2 separate regions of the Sus scrofa genome follow, and region 1 is linked to region 2. The links are chromatin contacts, called in public promoter capture Hi-C maps. All regions are on one chromosome and are shown on one strand. The core of a region is the stretch at or near the end of the contact, and the rest is flanking DNA. Distances in the headings are between cores, read along the strand shown. Region 1 holds the start of RNF148 (RING finger protein 148). Region 2 holds the start of CADPS2 (calcium-dependent secretion activator 2).

What was found. Promoter capture Hi-C pulls out the DNA fragments that hold promoters and counts their contacts.
Region 1: a contact with region 2 is called in a promoter capture Hi-C map of liver, with 4 times the contacts expected there. The contact joins the promoter of RNF148 here to the promoter of CADPS2 in region 2. A contact is called at or near these places in 1 of 5 promoter capture datasets (liver) and 1 of 47 Hi-C or Micro-C datasets (liver).

The regions. Positions count from the first base shown.
Region 1 is chr18:24,520,202-24,523,905 of Sscrofa11.1, forward strand. It overlaps RNF148 (RING finger protein 148), which reads left to right and starts at 1,457. Exons shown (of 1, transcript XM_003134733.4): 1 at 1,457-3,704. All of the region lies in intron 2 of CADPS2 (calcium-dependent secretion activator 2), which reads left to right.
Region 2 is chr18:24,370,041-24,374,264 of Sscrofa11.1, forward strand. It overlaps CADPS2 (calcium-dependent secretion activator 2), which reads left to right and starts at 2,508. Exons shown (of 31, transcript XM_013985671.2): 1 at 2,508-3,184. The coding sequence starts at 2,846. It overlaps LOC106506794 (a long non-coding RNA gene), which reads left to right. Exons shown (of 3, transcript XR_001302352.2): 2 at 85-248; 3 at 1,374-1,464.

The sequences.
Region 1 (3,704 bases), core at 207-2,706, 150 kb after region 2:
GAAGAACAAGTGCTCAAAAAGTCAAACATTTGTTGGAGGACCCTGAACAGATTTTACTGTGCTAGTGTAGGGACAAGAGGAAAAAACAGGATTTATAGAAATAAGATGACACGGCTCCTCCCAAGACATTCTCAATCAAACAAGTGTAGACAGACCTGTAACTATACTATGTAATATATGGCAAAGTTAAATGACAAGTAGGTGCAAAAAGAATGTGTCATAGGAGCAGGTTGTTTAGACCGGGACGATTGCAGAAGGGAGATGGGGCTCAGTCTTGAAGGCTGAGAAAATGTTACTGGGTGGAAAAGGGAGGAAAGAGCCTTCAGAGAATTAGGAAGAGGGACAGGGTCCCTTTATTGAACCCCCATGCTAGCAGTGTGCTTGGTGAATTTCAAATAGATGTGAAATAGGTCATCAGGCACCAAGCAGGCATCACTTCCCCATCTTACAAATCGGAGGACAGAGGCTCCGTGTGACTCCCTTCACAGAGCAAGTGTGTGGGGTTTCACAGATACTCTGTCTCATAGCCTTGGGCTTCAGGACAGTTTCTGCGTGTGTGAGGGCTCCGTATTTCTGTTTTTCTTCTCTGCTGCCTCCCAGGAGAGATCAAATTACGTAATAAATGAATAAAGCTTTTGTGACCTGTGAATCTGAAAAAGATTTTCCCACTTAGATCCCCCCGCTTTTTTTTTTTTTTTTTTTTTTTAAAGGGTTGCACCTGCAGCATATGGAGGTACCCAGGCTAGGGGTTGAATCAGAGCTACACTGCCGGCCACAGCCATGCCAGATCTGAGCCATGTCTGCCACCTACACCACAGCTTATGGCAATGCCGGATCCTTAATCCACTCAGCGAGGCCGGGGATCAAACCTGCAACCTTAAGGTTCCTTGTTGGATTCGTTTCTGCTGTGCCACGACAGAAACTCCTAAGTGGGAAAATCTTAGTTGCCACTGCCCTGCTATTTCTGACTGCTAAGAACTCACTCTGTTAACTGCACTCCAGGGGTCTTGGGAAGACAAAGCTTTGTACAAACCTTGATGACCAGTTGTAGCTTAAAGAGGTCTAGAATCTACTTTAGGGCTTTAGGACAACTTTGAAATGACAGAGCTCCAAAAGCAGCCTCCTCATCCTCGGTGGTTCTTAACTACATAAGCAAAATAGTCGGTTAAGAGAACAGGGCCAGTTCTGGTGATTCTTCAAATGATTCTGCGTAATGTTTTTTCTTTATTTGATTATATTGCCTCCCTTCACCCTTTCAAACAAAGATCCAGTCTAAATGGTAAAAGGTGTGTTTTGTCTTAGGCTCAAAGAAAGATAATACCACTAATTATAGTACTTAATTTTTTTCTTTTTAGGGCTGCACCTGCAGCATATGGAGGTTCCCAGGTTAGGGGTTGAATTGGAGCTACAGCTGCTGGCCTACACCACAGCCACAGCAATGAGGGATCCCAGCTGTGTCTTCAACCTACATCACAACTCCAGATCCTTAACCCACTGAGCAAGGCCAGGGATTGAACCCGCAACCTTATGATTCCTAGTCAGATTCGTTTCTGTGTGCCCCAGTGGGAACTCCAGAGTACTTAATCTTGAATCTCATGTTTGCTTAAGGATGTTTGTTCAGCTTTTCTCTCTCCTCCTTGATGCAAAAGCAGTGTTAAGTTTTTCTGTTACTTCCCAAACTACTAGTGATGTGTTTCTACTCTGTTGATAGCTATTCTGTCTTCTAACTTGGTAGACTGCATGAGAAGAAAAAGTTATCAATTTAGTGTTAAAGTTTTATAGGCTTGAATTCAGAATGTAAAAGAATTTATGGAGTTTGATTTATACCCATTAAAGTTTAAAAGGGATTTGGTCATATTCCAGATGGTCGTTTATCTTAGCGTTTAGGTATGACTATAAAAACTTCACTTTTATGAGTCTTAAATCTATAGAAGAATTAAAGGTTAAAATCATTATGGATATTCTAACTATTCTCTGCTCTAACTGAAATATTAAATTAAGTAGGTGCATTATTGGATAAGTAATTTTACAGGTTAGTATTCAGAGAATGTCAATTTAATCTTCATTGAGAACCTATGATGTGCTAGATACTGTGCTAGAAGCTGAATATGCAAAAAATGAGAATAAGATTTAATCCCAGACCTGGAGATTAGTAGAGTAGATCATTTTGTGGAGGGAACTGTATCAGCTACTGAATAATAAACCACTCCCAAACTCAATGTATAGCAGGGCAGTTTTTTTTTTAATTTAAATGAACTGTTAAAAGGGTCAGTATCTGTCATTGCTCAGGAGTCTGGGTGAGTGAGGCGATTCTTCAGGTCTCCGCTGGATGCAGTCGCATGTCTGTGGCCACCTCAGGATTTTGGAGACATCTCTGCTCGTCTTGGGGGCGCACATATGGTGGCCTATCTGTAGATTGACCTGGGGTAGCCCCAGCTGGAACACCTGTGCTCTCCTGTCAGGCCAGGCTTCTTCACTGGAGGGCAGCAGGGTTTCAAGAGCCAGAGGAGGAGTGCACCCCTCCACTCAGGCTTAGGCTTGGTGCTAGCATGTCATCGATTTCCTGCCAGTCTGTCTGCCAGCGGGAGTACCAGACCCCTGAGTCACCATTCCATCAGGAGATAGGATTTATTTCAACAGCCCTATAGAAATAAATTCCATCTCCTGATGTAACAACCTGCTAAGTCACATTGCAAAGGGCATCATCACTGGGAGGGAAGTAATTGGAACACTTTCGCAATTAGTGTTCCTACCGTAGAGAGAGTTTTGTGGGAGGAACAAGCCTGTATAAGATCTAACGTAGTGACAGCTAAAATAGAAGCATAGGACACTCCAAGGCCTCAGAATTGCAGACATTTCAGGAGTGACAATAGTAGTAAATGAGGCTGGATTGAAGGAAAGAGGACCAGGCTGGAGAGGCTTATAGTGCCTTTCTGAGAAGCTTGGGTGTTACCCTTTGGAGGGAGGGAGCCATGTCAGGATTTAAGCAAGCAGACATGCCATTGGACACTTTGTTACTTTTTTTTTTTTTTTTTTTTAAGTAGGTTGCTCTGGCAACAGAATGAACTTAAGGTGAGCAAAACAGTGATAGCAAATGAGATGCTATTGCAAAATTGTAGACTGTGGAACGATGATGAGGCCAAACTAAAGCAGTGGAAAGTGTTCGCCCAAGTGTAGTAAGCCTGGCCATGTTAATCATTCATTTAAACATGCTCTTTTGAGCCAGGCACTGTTAGGTGTTTGGAGAAATGTCAGTGGAAATTCCTCTTCTTTAATGTTACACTGGATTTTCAGAGCTTTGGACTTCTGGAACACTTCTACAAGTTGCCTTTTCCTCATGCATCCGTGTTATCTCTACTCTGGACAAATAGAGTGGAATAGGAATCTTGGCTTCCATAATGAGGAAGTCACGGCTAGTGATATGGTGATTTAAAATGTCTGTCTGGCTTTTTTTTTTTTTTCCCCCGTAGTACATGGAGTTATCAGAACTTTTGGTGATGTAGAAAGTTATTATATTTATTAATGTAAAGAATAATGAATGAAGAGCCTGAGCGAATGTTGTGACTTTTATACGTCTGTACCTGCCCCCATTATAGTATAGTCTGTTGGTAATTCAAAAAGCTTATGTATTAGTCTTTAAATTGACCGTATTCCATTTTAGCATGTTCAGAACTCTTTCCTGGGTTCAGAAATAGTAAGAGGGA
Region 2 (4,224 bases), core at 1,258-3,757:
TGCCCACAGGTCTTCTTCTCAGCACTGAATTTGTCTGTTCTCTAGGCTCATCCTCCCCATCTTAATATGTACCCTTTATTTCAGGCATGCCAGTTTACTTGCAATTCTCCAAATGTGGCAAACAATTTCATACCTTTGCAAATGTGGTTCCTTCTGTCTATGATGCCCTCACTCCAACAGCTATGAATCATTCTTCAAAACATATGTCAAGCATCCTGGAAGCCTTCCCTTACTCTAAGTTCAATAAGGTATTTTTTGTGTGTGTGTGTGCATTACCATTATCTTCTGAGATATTAGAACAAGCATCAGATTGCAACACCAATATTTATTTTTTATTTTTTCCATTAAAAGTTTTTCTCATTTGTCATTCTTTAACCTGTAATCTTCTTAAGGTCGGAGACTATATCTTGTTCTCCTAAATATACTTTGCAGTTTTAACAATGTTAATTTCTTAACTAATGTATGTGTAATAACAAAATCTTTAAACATTCTCCTTGTTGTTTTGGCAATTTAATTTATGCCTCTTAAACCATTTTCATCCCTATAGATGAAGCACTGTATATGTTATTCTAAAAATTATTGGATGTTTTCCAGTGGGATTTTCTAGGCTTGGAGAATCTTTAATTTGATAACCATTTTAAATAGGAAGAGAATAATAAGCTATCACATGAAGCAGTTTTAACTAATTAATAAAGGCAACTTAAAAAAATACCTTTCCTTGGCAAGAAAAGGAAGGACAGTAAAACTGCTATATATATATATATATATATTCTTTTATGTGCCTAGGAATTAAATTCTTATTTTAGTTATCAGTTTAACAAACATAATGCATATAATACACTGATTTATAATCAGACAAATTATAATAGCAAAAGCCACTTTTTGAAACCAGAAAGGATTCAATATGTTGAGTCCTTGTTCTACTAGTTGTTGGTTCTGTAGGAAAAAGGATTTTCTAAGTCTCTGGTTCCTTATCTCTGCAATGGAACTAAAACAATGTATATAAAGTATCATCATCACCACCACCTGTCTCAAAATTTGGTGAATTATTAGATAAGCACATTTACAAAACTTTGCAAAATGTAAAGTGCTATGTATCTGACATAACATTAGATACTGTAACTTAAATGAATAAACTTGTCATTTATAGTTTACCATGTCACAAACGAAACATTGCCTTTAAATACATCAGTTTTTATTTTATTTTATTTTTAAATACATCAGTTTTTGAGGTTTGTATTCCTTGGCAGTTGGAGATCAGCCAGTAGTCACACCCTCAGTGAACAGCTTTTATCACTGTGGGCACTGATAAGAATTGATAAATAGGCAAGGCTCCCCAGGAGTAAAATGTCTCCTTGTCTTTCTCTATCTAGGGAAAGTATGAGTAATGAAGAGGGGAAAGCCCCTCATGTGTACCTAACTAACTGTGGAAGTGGTTGAAAAAGATGCAGCTGCTATTTGGCCATGGCGTGGGTAGATGAGCTCAGAACTCGTAGTTTTATCAGCCGGGTGATAATTGTACTGAGCTTCAGTCGCCTCTGTGCCAGCTTGGCCACTGCTCGCGACACCTCGTGTTGAATGCACTGTTTCCCCTATTTTCTCCTTCGTCCGGATCAGGAGCACTGGAAAAACCACAGAAAGAAACTCCTAGATGGGTCTGACATTGGAACTGAGAAATCTGCGTAGATAAATAAAACAGGCTTCAGGTGCAGCTGCGAGACGCCCACTTGAGGCCAGAAGTAACAGTGACCAAGTTTTGTGTGCCTCAGTGCGCTGCGCGTCCAAACGATAAGCGTGCTGGACTCAGAGAGCGCTCAAATATTTGCTGAATAAATGTTTACACCACACAACCTGTCTTGAGTCAATCGCATTCCAACCTAGAAAATAATCAAGCTATGTGTGAGCTGAATCAGAACCATTTCGCACATATAAGACCTATCTTGCTCATGCATCCATAGTAATAAAGACAGTTTAAAAAGAAAGCCTCGCGTACTTTTTGCTGTTCTTTTCAAGAATATTTCCTCTCTGACTTTCACAATTTGGACTTCAGCATAAGCATCAAACAAAAATAAAGCAGAGGGAGAGACTTAAAAAGTCCCTTCCCAACGTTATTTGGAGGTAAACAGTTTTGACCCCACTTTTCTGTGCGGGGGTTCAACCCTGGGTATCAGATTTGGATCCGAGACTCATTCTGGACGCTCCCCTCACCTGGGCAGGTGGAGGGAGGCGGCTCTCTCGCCCCCTGTCCGCCTGCCCCTCCGGAAGCTGGCGGGCGAAAAGAGAATGGGTAGTGGGGTCAGGGTAGTTCCAGAAACCCGAGTGGGCGCACGCAGAACCACTAGGCTCAGCTGCTTCCCATCTTTGCAAATTGCGCGCCGGGCATCAGAGCACCGGGCCCTGGTCGCGGCGGCGGCGCGCGCACGCGCACTCCCCGGCCCCGTGCCCGCTCCTCAACATTCCATTCCACGTGTTGCTAGTTGTAGGCGCCACAGGTTCCCCACCTGCGCCCGGACGCTCGGGCGGCTCCGCCTCGGCCGGCGGACGTTGGAAGACCACGGGGGCCACGGGCCCCGGGCCGGCCCAGCAGTTCACGAGGCGCTCGGGCTCACCCCCCGACGCTAACTCCGCCTATTTAATCCCGGCGGCTCCTGCCCGCCCCTTGCGCCCTGGTGGTAGGAAACACTCCTGGGTCTAGCTCGACGTGTCCGGAAAGCCTCCGCCAGTTTCCCTTTCGTTCTGCAGCCGCTGCTTGCTGGCCGTACAGCGCCCGCACACCCACGGGCGCAGCCGCTGGGGGTGAGGCTCCTGGGGGCCGCGGGCTGAGCGGCGGGGCGCCCCAAGCACCATGCTGGACCCGTCTTCCAGCGAAGAGGAGTCGGACGAGGGGCTGGAAGAAGAGAGCCGCGATGTGCTGGTGGCGGCCGGCGGCTCGCAGCGAGTGTTGCCGGCCCCGGCTCGGGAAGGGCGGCGGGACGCTGCGGGGCGCGCGGGCGGCAGCGGCGCGGCCAGACCCGTGAGCCCGAGCCCCTCCGTGCTCAGCGAGGGACGAGAGGAGCCCGAAAGGCAGCTGGACGAGGAGCAGGAGCGGAGGATCCGCCTGCAGCTCTACGTCTTCGTGGTGAGATGTATCGCGTACCCGTTTAATGCCAAGCAGCCCACTGACATGGCCCGGAGGCAGCAGAAGGTGAGTTGCCTGTAGGACCCGGCGCCTTCTACCCCCACTGCTTTCTTCTCGGGCTTTTCTCCTGGGTAGAGCTCTGGGGCGCCTGCCTGCTTGCTGTCTTTCTGCAGGACACTGTGTTTTTGTTGGTCTTGGAGGGCAAGGGAATCTTTGGGAGAGGGACACTGCTTTAGCCCGTTGGATATCGGGTTACAGCGGACACATTTTCTCCCTCACGGTTGGGAGAAGCTGTCAGCCTGGCATCCGTGGGACAGAGACCGACCCGACAGCCCCGGCGGTGGGCTGTTTGCACCCGGCGGACGGCCCTGGCCGGGTCGGTACGCAACTCATATCAACTTTAATTTCGAACAGCAGTGGTGCATTCCTGTCCGCCCAGCCTGCTGGAGTCGGGGCTCTACTGTGGATCTGAATGTGTGTGGAATCAGAACACCACTGTTAACTAGAAGGAAGCCCTCTCTAGGGTGAGGAGTAGAAATGTCCCTCGGTGAATGAAAAGGGTAAACTGACACGTTTCCTGTCCTAGTATATAACCTGGACGTCAAATCCTAAGAATGGTGTTCAGCTTTGGAGAGTTGCTGTGGGTCAGTAATTCCTAGTCCCCGACAGGCCTGATGAAACGCAATTGATGAAAAATAAAGGATTGGTGCATAACCACTTCATAATGCTTTTTCTTTTTTTTCCTTTTCCCTCCCCGAAGTAAGGAGTCTGTAACAGGTGAAAGTGTTTGCCGACAAGACCCCAGGGGTCTAATGTTCTGTAACAGACAAAAGTAATGACTCAAATTGCTCTAGTTGGGTAAGTGTTTTCAATGGGAACCGTCTAGGAGCTCTTTAGAGATTGCTGAACCTAGAAGGTTCAGTGGAAACCTGCAGCAGTCCCCTTGGTTTGAGACAAGATGTGGAGACCCAGAGAGAATGGAATTTGCCCCAGGCGTGCCTGGTGACACAGATGGTTTGTGCTCTAAAGCATTACCTCCACTGAGGTATTTCTTAGAAATCTGGAGCACTTCTGAATTGTGAAAATGCTGTTTCATCACAAACAGT